Regions from separate parts of the Mus musculus genome. Here region 2 is linked to region 1. Evidence: chromatin contacts called from public HiChIP or PLAC-seq data. All regions are on one chromosome and are shown on one strand. Each heading gives the region's core, a stretch centred on a gene start, on an enhancer-like site or on the middle of the called end of the contact. The rest is flanking DNA. Distances are from core to core; before and after follow the strand shown.

Evidence for each region. HiChIP or PLAC-seq counts read pairs in DNA pulled down with a chosen protein or histone mark.
Region 2: a contact with region 1 is called in an H3K27ac HiChIP or PLAC-seq map of embryonic stem cells, with 4 times the contacts expected there. The contact joins two enhancer-like sites. A contact is called at or near these places in 2 of 39 promoter capture datasets (liver and pre-B cells) and 3 of 115 datasets of contacts at active chromatin or transcription factors (embryonic stem cells and large pre-B cells).

The regions. Positions count from the first base shown.
Region 1 is chr2:160,654,024-160,659,540 of GRCm38.p6, forward strand. All of the region lies in intron 2 of Top1 (topoisomerase (DNA) I), which reads left to right. Among named protein-coding and RNA genes, the nearest start is that of Top1, 11 kb to the left of the region's middle. Within about 2 kb of position 2,323, at least 49 of the 459 cell types and tissues checked have an H3K27ac peak or open chromatin away from gene starts, as enhancers often do. A contact at or near this core is called in embryonic stem cells, where this site is marked.
Region 2 is chr2:163,028,868-163,034,384 of GRCm38.p6, forward strand. It overlaps Ift52 (intraflagellar transport 52), which reads left to right. Exons shown (of 13, transcript NM_172150.5): 7 at 868-994; 8 at 2,314-2,403; 9 at 4,368-4,436. Among named protein-coding and RNA genes, the nearest start is that of Ift52, 14 kb to the left of the region's middle. Within about 2 kb of position 2,619, at least 23 of the 459 cell types and tissues checked have an H3K27ac peak or open chromatin away from gene starts, as enhancers often do. A contact at or near this core is called in embryonic stem cells, where this site is marked.

The DNA.
Region 1 (5,517 bases), core at 1,073-3,572:
TTCCATATCAAATTGTTGAATAAGATGAATTATCTGGTCATAATCTTCTGGTTAAGCTCTATAATCCTGACATTTATTTGTACAAAGCCTAGTTTTATTTTGTATAATTTGGCTGCTTAAGGATATATCCTCCCCCAACCTCAAAGCTCCAAGGTTGGACAGTATTTGTGCTTCCTTAAGGTTGTGATATCAAATAATTCCTAATGAGGAAGGGGTTCTCTAGAGCATAGGCAATTTGGAAGTTACTTTTTCTGTTACCCAGGCCTTAAGAGCTCAGTTGATGGAAGTGAAGGAGGACAAGCCTGCAGAAACAGTCTTACTCTAATTGAGAAGGCTCGAGAAGGTACATGTTCAGGTTAGATTAGTCTACCTCCTGGGAAAGGAGAAGATTGCAATGAAGGGATATCCTTGTGAAAATGAGTCATACTACAGAGACTTATGTAGGCAAGAATAAAGCATTCTGGGCTGGAGAGATGGCTCAGCGGTTAAGAGCGCTGACTGCTCTTCCAAAGGTCCCGAGTTCAAATCACAGCAACCCCATGGTGGCTCACAACCATCCGTAACAAGATCTGATGCCCTCTTCTGGTGTGTCTGAAGACAACTACAGTGTACTTACATATAATAAATAGATCTTTAAAAAAAAAAAGAATAAAGCATTCTAACTTTAAGTATTGTCCTTAAAAGATAAGTTAGTACAAATAGTATTTGTCTTGCTCCTGAAGTAGACTAATGCTTCAGTTTAATATACTCTGCAAACTCAGGTTTTGACTTTTAAGGGACATTGTTCAGAAGCAGTCTACTTAGTGGTAGCCCACCCCTGTAGATTATGCTATGTGGGAAAGATGCTTCAGCTTCATGGGTGGGTCAGACAGAATTCTAGGTATGGAGTTAGGTAAGGCAAAGGGATTCTCAATTGTTATTATGCAGAGGAGGTCATATAGTAGAATGTTTTGGTCCCAAGTTTCTAGATTAGCAAAATCCAGTTCTGTATTGTCCTCTATTGTAGCTATAATATGATAATACCATATCAGGCTTTTAACAAGGTAGAAAATATACCCCTAATATAACTACCTTGATCAAGAGCCCTGAGGAGGAAAGGACACAGGTATGGATTATCCCTTAGAACCATAGAGTAGGTTTTCTTGAGGTATCTTTAGATGATCAGCTGAGATGAGAGACCCTTCCTTGGGGTCGTAGTTTGTCACAGTGATTTGGGGGGGGGGGGGGTTTCCTAAGGGAATTTTTGGCTTCTTACCAAATTTTTGGCATCAGTTTGTCTACAACCACAGGTCTCCTTAATTTCTTCTCTTGTCATTACTCATATTCTCTATTTTCCCAGTGTGAGCAATTTTCTTGAGTTCTCTCACCTTTTGTCACATGGTATCTAATCCCAACTGTGACATCCCATTGTGCCACCTAATGCATCCCTTTTTCCATCCAAGTAGATGGCACTGTTTTCAAGAGGGCTCCTTGGACCATCAAGGCCATCCAGTATAATGGGAGTCCCCAGGGCCATGACACCGCCAGGCTCCACAGTTGTGCTCCCTAAGTACACAAAGGCATCTTTGGTGGTAGCAGAGCTCAAGTGCAGCAGCTGTACCTGCTGCTTTTTATTGTGGTAAAAAATAGTTATACTGAATATTGTGTCATGTCGGAGCATGAGAGACTGGCTGTAAGAACTCCATCTGTGTCTGGGCACCTAGCTTTCACTGGCATGGAACTGCTCATAGTTCATGCTCAGAATTTGGCTAGTGTAGCCTACCAGGCTGGCTCATGGCAGCTGGTAACTGGTACAGCAGATGCCCAGGAACAGCTACAATGTTGCAAGACACCAACATGAAAGGTAGTGCTGCCTCCCTCCCCAACCCTACCTTCTGTAAATGGAATTCTGAGGGCTTTTCTTTGCCCTTTTTGCTCCCAATTAACAGCAGGGCATTTGTATGCCCACCATTGTAGTCCGTTTTAGCTTCTGAGTATAACACAGAGAACTAATAAAGTTATTAAACTGTAGGCACTATGCTGGCCATATAGTCATCTATTCTAACCCTCAATGGCTGCCTACTTCCCAGCCACGTGGTTCTTTACCTGCAATCTGAGTCTTCTTACCCTGGCTCGTGCTTTTCCATGTGTGTCCTCTTGGCAACTCCCTGCTGATCTGCTTGCCACCAGCCAGTCGTCCTGTCCTTCTCCAGGTCTCTCTTCTTCCTCTTCTCTCATCTCTCTCCCTCTCTTTTTGGGAACCCCTGACTCTGATCAGAAGCCCCACCTTATTCACTTCTGCTCAGCTATAGGCTGAATTAGATTTTATTAACCAATCTGAGGTGATAGAAAAGAGTTTTTACACATCTTTGAGACAGGAGATGCTCCAAATACCATGACAATGCCAACCTCCAGACTGCTGGCAGGTCCATCAGCATCTGAATACACTGTACAAAACTGTACAAAACCCCCTCCCCCAACAACCTTCGGTTTTGTTGAATTTAAAATACTCACATGTGACTGATTGCTTTCTTAGACAGTACAACTTTGAATGTAGATACAACCCAAGAGATTTAGGTTTATATTTTGCTTGAATAGATGTTTGGGGCTCTTGTAACTTCTCCAGAAATCTGAAGACCAGTGTGTATAGTGTGTTAAAATAGAATGAATTTTCCACCTATATGTTTACATTACTTTATTTTAGATAATGTGCTAATAGAACTTACCACTTAGAAGTTCAGATAGATCATGGTTTTACTTGACCACCTCCCACCCCCAGTGCCAAACAACAGAAAATTTAAAGTCCTTTAGATAGAATAAGTTCTTATTTTATCTCAGTGTCCCTAAGAAGTAGTTAATGTCTATATTTGGCAAAGTAGGTTGGCTTAAATTTACACAATTTCATGGATCAGTATTCTTTAAAATGATTAACTGTTTGCTTATAACTTCATTTGAAAGTCTAAATTTCGCTGGGCGTGGTGGCGCACGCCTTTAATCCCAGCACTCAGGAGGCAGAGGCAGGCGGATTTCTGAGTTCAAGGCCAGCCTGGTCTACAGAGTGAGTTCCAGGACAGCCAGGGCTGCACAGAGAAACCCTGTCTCGGAAAAAAAAAAAAGAAAGAAAAGAAAAAAAGGAAGTCTTAAGTTTCTAGCATGTTACCTATATCAAGTTTGCAGTTACATTAAGTTGCAGTTAATAATGTAAACACTACATATACATAAATTATAGAGAATCTGGTACATTTACTTTTACGTAAGAGCAGATTAGAACTATTCTTTCCTGTATGGCCGTCAGGGTTGTTTTCTCACGTGCATGCCTATGTTGAGTATGTGCTACAGCTTATAAATAATTGCGTTCACAATTAGCTAAGACATATTAATCTACTGAGACAAAATGATATAGCCTTGGCTGCTGAGACCACTGACAATAGATATTTAAGATCTTAACAACTTGAGTAAATTATGTAGAGACCAGAAATAGAACCAGTTTCCTCTCAGTTTAGCTTTGAATATTATCAGGTTTTTGGATAATAGAGTAGGAAATGCTTAGAGGTGAAATGAATAGCAGAAATGTAATCAATTACTATTACTCTAGCAATGTCTAAAAGGCTCTGTAATTTCACCTGTCACTATTTTCCACTTTAGAAATTTAGGCTCAGATGTTAATTAGCTCACAGTTGTGTAATTTTTAACTAAACTCTAAAGCAAGGAGTTTAATCCACTGTTTGATTGATGCCACAGATTGAGTTAAATGTGAAACAGAATGAGGTGAAGGGGTGCCTGAGTGACACCCCCAGGACATCATGGGAGTAGTTAAATATCCATCAGACTGTGGTTCTGTTTGTGATGGATCTTAAGTCGATTGATAATGGCTTTTTAATGTTTTATCAGCATTTATGTCTGTGTGTCCCTGAACTGGTGTTACAGACAGGTGTGAGCTGCCGTGTGGGTGCTAGAAATTGAACTGGGGTGGGTGTGGGTTGGGGAGTGGTGGTGGCTGTGGTTCCCTGAAAGAGCAGCCAGCACTCTGCTGAGTCATCTCTTCAGCTTCAGCCCTATCTCTCCTTTTTTTTTTTTTTTTTTTTGGTTTTTTTTTTTTTTTTTGAGACAGGGTTTCTCTGTGTAGCTCTGGCTGTCCCGGAACTCACTTTGTAGACCAGGCTGGCCTCGAACTCAGAAATCCGACTGCCTCTGCCTCCCAAGTGCTGGGATTAAAGGCGTGCGCCACCACGCCCGGCTCTCTCCTTTTTTTAAAGACAGGTTCTTGCTATGTAGCTCTGTCGTGGAACTCACTCCAGGCGAAATAATAGCATTGCCTGCCTTTGCGGTTTTTAAAGGCTTGTACCACCACTCCTGGATTATTTGTTTATTTTATAGTACTGAGGATTGAATCTCCAGGGCTTTACCCACATTTGCTATACAAGTACTCGGCTCCTGACCCACATCCCCAGCCCAGGATTTGCTTCAGAGTGAATTCTTTTTTTTTTTTTTGGCTTTTCGAGACAGGGTTTTTCTTTATAGCCCTGGTTGTCCTGGAACTCACTCTGTAGACCAGGCTGGCCTGGAACTCAGAGATCCTCCTGACTCTGCCTCCCGAGTGCTGGGATTAAAGGTGTGCGCCACCACACCCGGCTCAGAGTGAATTCTTTTTTCCTCTCCTTTGCAATTTCAGAATTCTTAAGAAGAGATTTTAGTCAGGAACTCCTTGTGTCTTCTGACTTAGAAAGATTTATTAATTATGTTCTAGAATTTTGAATTCTCAATGAGAACTATTGTAAAATAACTGCTTTTGTATAGATTTACTTAAATTAGCCACTGTTAAGATGGACCTAACACTGAGAGTAAACTAACACTTTTATTAAAGTATGAATTGAGACAGTTGGAAAGAGGGAGTGGAATTTTTTCACTGTTCTTAACTTCCAATGACAATAAGCTTTCAGGCTTGTTAGTTCCTGGGGGGGAGATTCATGGAGAGTCCTAGTACATGGGCACACTTGGATGTTGGGCTTTATCACCAGAGGCCAGTTTGTTATCTGTCCTAAACAAAAACAGAATTTTAAAGCATTAGAAAGTACAAGTGCATAATATTAAGTATGTTGATTTTGTATAAACTCCAGCTTTGGGGATGTGGTTCTAAGACCAAGATGCAGGGTTTCAGTAAGCTTTATAATAATGTCTTCTTTTTTCTTTTGTCTTTCTTTCTTCCTTTTTTTTTTTTGGTTTCTTTTTCGAGACAGGGCTTCTCTGTGTAGCCATGGCTGTCCTGGAACTCACTCTGTAGACCAGGCTGGCCTCGAACTCAGAAATCCACCTGCCTCTGCCTCCCGAGTGCTGGGATTAAAGTCGTGCGCCACCACACTCGGCTATGTTTTCTTTTAAAAAATTAAGTTAATTAGTCCATTCTGATAGATGGTTTATTGTTATGTTATTTTGTGGTTCTGGAAAGCAAACCTAAGTCCTTGTACATGGGAGGCAAATCCTGTAGCACTGAGCTACATTCTAAGCCAGTGGTCCGCAGCCTTTCTAATGCCCTGATCC
Region 2 (5,517 bases), core at 1,369-3,868, 2.4 Mb after region 1:
CTATTTTGTTAGATAGCAGAATCGATACACCAGCTTGCTTCTTGGGTCTATTTGCTTAGAAACTCTTTTTCTAATCCTTTACTCTGAGGTAATGTCTCTGGGTTGCCTTATCTGGCCTTAATCCTAGGGAGGTTCCTAGTCTTACTGCAACTTGATATGCCACCCTTGGTTGATCTCCAAGATTAGCCTATCCTTTTCTGAAGAGGAACGGAAGAGTGGATGGGGGAAGGACTGGGAGGCGAGGAGGGAGGAAAAGCTAAGGTTGGGATGTAAACAAAACAAAGCAAAAACCCATGGTATAGCTTAAAAGGAAGCAAAGTAGTAATTTTACCCTGTAAATCTGTGTTCCTCCCTGAAGAGAATTGTTGTATCTTACAAGTATGGAATTTAGATTTCTAGGTCTCCCCCAGTATAACGATATAAGTAAGTACTTTATTCTTTTAAATGACTGAATTAAATTGGCTGCACTCTAATTTATCTAAGTAGTGATAGAGGTAGAGGTAATTGTCCAACTTTGTGTGTTGCCAGAACTTAGATTCAGACCTATGTAGCAGGCCCCAGAGTCTATTTTTTAATTTTAGACAAAGCTTTCTATCACAGGCTGGCCTGGAACCTGCTATGTAGTGTGAGCTGGCCTCACACACGGTCTTTTTGTGTCAGGCCTTGAATACTGGGATTTTTACTTATTGGGGGACTGGGGCCGTAGACACATGCACACTAGCATATGTGTGGAACTAAGTTCTCTCCTGCTGCTGCTCGGGTTCTGGGGATTGAACTCAGGGTTGGTGGTAAGTGTCTTTCCTTGCTGAGCCATTTAATGCTCTGAAAACCCATTCTGCAGTCACCTGGGTGTTTGCTTTCTTACAGGGCTCTCACCTTTGTCTACCCTTTTGGTGCCACATTGAGCGTCATGAAGCCAGCAGTGGCCGTGCTATCCACAGGCTCTGTCTGCTTCCCACTGAACAGACCCATTCTAGCTTTCTATCACTCAAAGGTATTGACTTTCTTAGATATGGGGGTATTGTTATGTTGTTGAAGTATAGAACCACTTTATAATAGGCACATGCCTTTAATCCCAGCATTTGGGGGGTAGAGGAAGTTGGAGCTCTGTGAGTTGAGTTCCAGGCCAGCCAAGGGTACATAATGATGCCCTGATTTGAAAAAAAAAAAAAAAAAAACCCCAACAAAATCGTCATATTTTTCCTGTGACGCACTTGCTTTTTATGAGGTAGAACCTGAAGTCTATTTTCCCACTGAACAATTGGATTTATTTCTAATTATTTATAATTATGAATGCAATATAGAATCTGTGTGTTTCAGATTGTTGGGTGCAGGGTTTTGTTTTTTTTCTTTTTAAATTTTTTTTGTCTTTATGTGTGTATGATATATGTGTGCATGTGTGCACATGCATGCATGTATCTGCATACGTATGTGATTATGGGCACATGTATTCTGTGGCACACAGATGGAGGTCAGAGGACAAGCTTGGAAGTTGATCTTCATCTTGAACTTTGTGTGAGACAAGGTCTCTTATTTTGTTGCTGCTATGTATGCCAGGCTAGCTGGCTCACAAAGGTCCAGGGATTTTCTCTTCTCTCCCTCCACACCCATAGCCACACAGGAGTGCTGTGGTTATGGACACGTGTGCTACCTCAGCTGGGACTCAGGACTCACACTCAGGTCGCTCACATAAGCACTTCACCCACCAAGCTCTCTCTCCAGCTTTGGCTGCAGATACTGATAATTTTAGTAGCAGTGTGGTGAAAGACTCACTCACTGAAACCTAAGCAATATTGGTAATCACCATTTTTTCATATTTATCAGAAAGGCAAAGATACTTTGTAGTAGTGTGGGATGGAGGATGGTTGAGTAGTTAGGGGCACTTGCTGCTCTTGCAGAGGCCTGCTTAGTTCTCAGAACCTACTACAGGCTCACAACCCACTAGGGGCACTTGCTGCTCTGGCAGAGGCCTGCTTAGTTCTCAGAACCCACTATAGGCTCACAACCCACGTGGAAGCTCATATCTCCCTGTGTCTCCAGTTCCAGGGGATCGCATGCCCCCCTCAGCCTACACAGGTTCCGTCATGCATGTGCTGCACATGTTCTCCTGTAGATGAGGCTCTCCTGTACATAAATGAAAAATCGGTCTTTAAAAAAAAGTAAATGGGAATTGTTTTCATAGCTGATATTTTTCAAATATTAGCTATGTGTGAATTGGCATTTATTGGTGTATCAGACAGTTGCTAATGTGGTAAGCGATACATGCAGTGTGTTTTGTGATGTAAGTATCTAACATCGCTTTGTCATCAACAGAACCAAGGTTTTGGAAAGCTGGCAGTGCTTGGTTCGTGTCATATGTTCAGTGACCAATATTTAGATAAAGAAGAAAATAGCAAAATTATGGTAAGCTTTTCTCTTTCGTGTCTTCCATATCATTAGAAAATACCCATAAGTGTATTTATTACTCATTTACATGAGCATGCTAAACATATTACATGGTAGGCACTAAAAGTATTGAGTCAGCCGTAGCCCTTGCTCTACAGCAGTCTATAGTATGTCAGAGAGTGACATACAGATGAGCGAATGTAGAAAGAGTACTGCTGAATCAGAGGTGGCTGACCTTGGAAAACTGGGGAGGGCCCGACTTGTAAATCAAGCAGCTTAAGCTCAGGGATGTGTACAGACAAGTTAGGCTTCCCCCGACTCACTTACAAAATGGACTATGGTTATTTTATTTGCCTTTGACAATTACTTGGCGGGGGGTCACCCTTAATTTATTTTTTTAACTTCAAGCCTGGCTACCTCCCTAGCCATGTGCCCCAGGTACTTGCTGTTTCTCCTGGCCATATGCTCATGGCTCCCCCTCCTCCTCCAACCAGGTGACTCCAAACCCACCCACCTCTAGTCCCTCCAGTAACTGGCTGCAGTTAATTTTATTTAACCTATAATAGTAAATCAAGGAACAAGGTTTGCACAACAAAAGCTTGTAAACAGGAGAAGCCACTCAGTAAAAGCCTGTGAGTGTGAGAAGTCTAGGTAGGCCTAGAACTTTGGCATAGAATTTAGCATTACAATACATAGCAATAGACCAACCCTCCACAATCTCAGACCCCTCTGTTGTGTGGAAGGAAGAAAGGGAGAGGCCAGCCTGAGTCAGTTAGGCAGGACAGAATGAGGACTAAATGAAGGTCGTGACTAGTGAGTGTAGGAGGGGGTGGCAGCATGGGGTAGCTAGAGTTATGTGTAGGACTGATCACTGATAAAGAACGAAGTGAGTGTGGCCTTGCTCTGTCAGTGTAGCTGAAAGAGCTCATGGCTTCTGAGCCATGTTCTGGATGGAACTCTAGCAACTTACCTGCCAGAGGAAGGTGTGTGCCCTCCCTGTTAGTGGATGGGCCCTTCTAGTCTAGTGTGAGGTGGACTAAGCACTCTGCTTGGGCCTCAGCGCCTTTCACTGTGTTCTGAAACCTCAATGTTTGCTTTTCAAAGGCTGGGGTTTTACATATAATTATGATTTTTGTCATATTATGATTGCCAAAGATGAAAAGGTGTGTTTTTTAAAAGTTTTGACTCTCATCACAGAAAGCAAAGGTTGTTTTAGGATTGTGAACAGGTTTTAGGAAGTGTTGGCTTGTAATGTGTTAGAATGCTCTGACGTGAATGATAAAGGTTGCATTAGACTGAGGTTGGCGTGCTTTTTAGTTGGCATGCTTTTTTGTCTATTTTATTGGGTTCTTATTATCTACCACGCTTCGAACTCTCTCTCTCTCTCTCTCTCTCTCTGCCCAAATCCCTTCCAAACCCCAATACTGGTTAGAAGAGAAAGGTTAGAGGGTTAAGGGTGTGTAGAACACTTTAGACTACTTCCTGTTGATTTAGGGGTGTCAGGTTCCTTGGGACAAGTCCACTTTTCGTTCAGGCTGTCTCCAATTTCTTGTTGTCGCTTTACTCATGACCACGTGACAAACCACAGCAAGAGGAAGCAACAGCAGGAGCAGGAGCAACTGCCACAGGACCTCTTGAAGCTCTCCCGTTTAATCCCTCTCCAGAGGCCCCACAATTCAATTATCTGCAGCTGGCAAAATCACCCCCTGCTAGTGCATGAGGCAAATCATAACCACCTGCTGGGAAGCAGCCTCTTATCCCAGACCTAGGATTAAAACAAAACAAGACAAAATTCTCATATACATAACGGGGTTTTTAAAACAAAATTCTCACTACTTTAAAGAGATTTTACCAATAGAAGGCTGATCATCCTTTTTTGAATTCTATTGTCTTTTCTCCCTACTTTAATTATTTTGTCTAGCCTGACCTTTAGCATTCCCAAATAGCCAGGTGTCTAATTATATTTATCATTTCAAATGCAGGATGTTGTGTTCCAGTGGCTTACAACAGGAGACATCCACCTCAACCAGATTGATGCTGAGGACCCAGAGGTAGGAGACTGCATCATAGAAATGGAAGATGGGTCAGCTTCTTAGAACCACTTCCAAAGGGACAGAAAGATCTCTTTCAACTCACCCCTAAGACAGTTGGAAGACAGTTTGGAGAAATGGCTCAGAGGTTAAGAGTACTGGCTGTTCTTCCAGAGGTCCCAGCAACCACATGGTGGCTCACAACCATCTTTAATGGGATCCTGTGCCCTCTTAGGTGTACTCACATATATAAAATAAATAAATCTTAAAAAAAAAAAAAAGACAGTTGGAAGAAATTAGCTAACCATAGGATTGATTGAGTGCTTCCATATAAACCTCAGGATTTACTGTTTGTTCTCTGGAAGATTGCTCGGCGAGAGGGCTGTGGCCAAGCCTGACAGCCTTAATTCAATCCCGGGATTGACACAATAGAAGGAGAGAGCCAGCAGCTACACAGTGTCCTCTTCCTTCCACGTGCATGCCTTGACACACATGTCCCCACTCATATGGTAAATAAATAAAATGCAAAATAAATGTAAAAAGAACAAGTTAGGCCAGTTAGTCATTCTGGGAGCACTCTGTGATGTTTCTGTTTGGATGCCTAGGAGTCATGGAAGGCCAGAGAAGTGAACAGACGGCTGGCCTGTTTGTACTCCCTGAGCTGTGTGCTGGGTTGTGTCGTGGCATAGGTAGCCGCCTTGTCAGTACTCTCACTCTACTCATATCCTATTAAATACTGAGTTTCTAAAGCTGCCACATGTTGCTGGGAAGGGCATTTATCTGCTTTTTTTTTTTTTTAACTTAAAAAAAGTTTGAGGATTGGGAAAGGTCGTTTGTTTGTTCCCCTTTTTTGTTTTTGTTTGTTTATTTGATTTGCTTTGCTTAGGCTGGGTTTCATGGCCTTGGCTGGCCTGGAACTCAAAATGGAGACCAGGTTATCCTTGAATTCACAGAGCGCCACCTGCCTCTGCCTGGCAAGTACTGGGATTAAATTAGATCTAGGGCTACAGAAAAAAAAGTGAATGTATCTTACTATTCCTATAATGAATGTTCAGGCAAATCTCCTGTGCTGAAGCTAAGACTTTGTGTTTGTTTGGTTTGT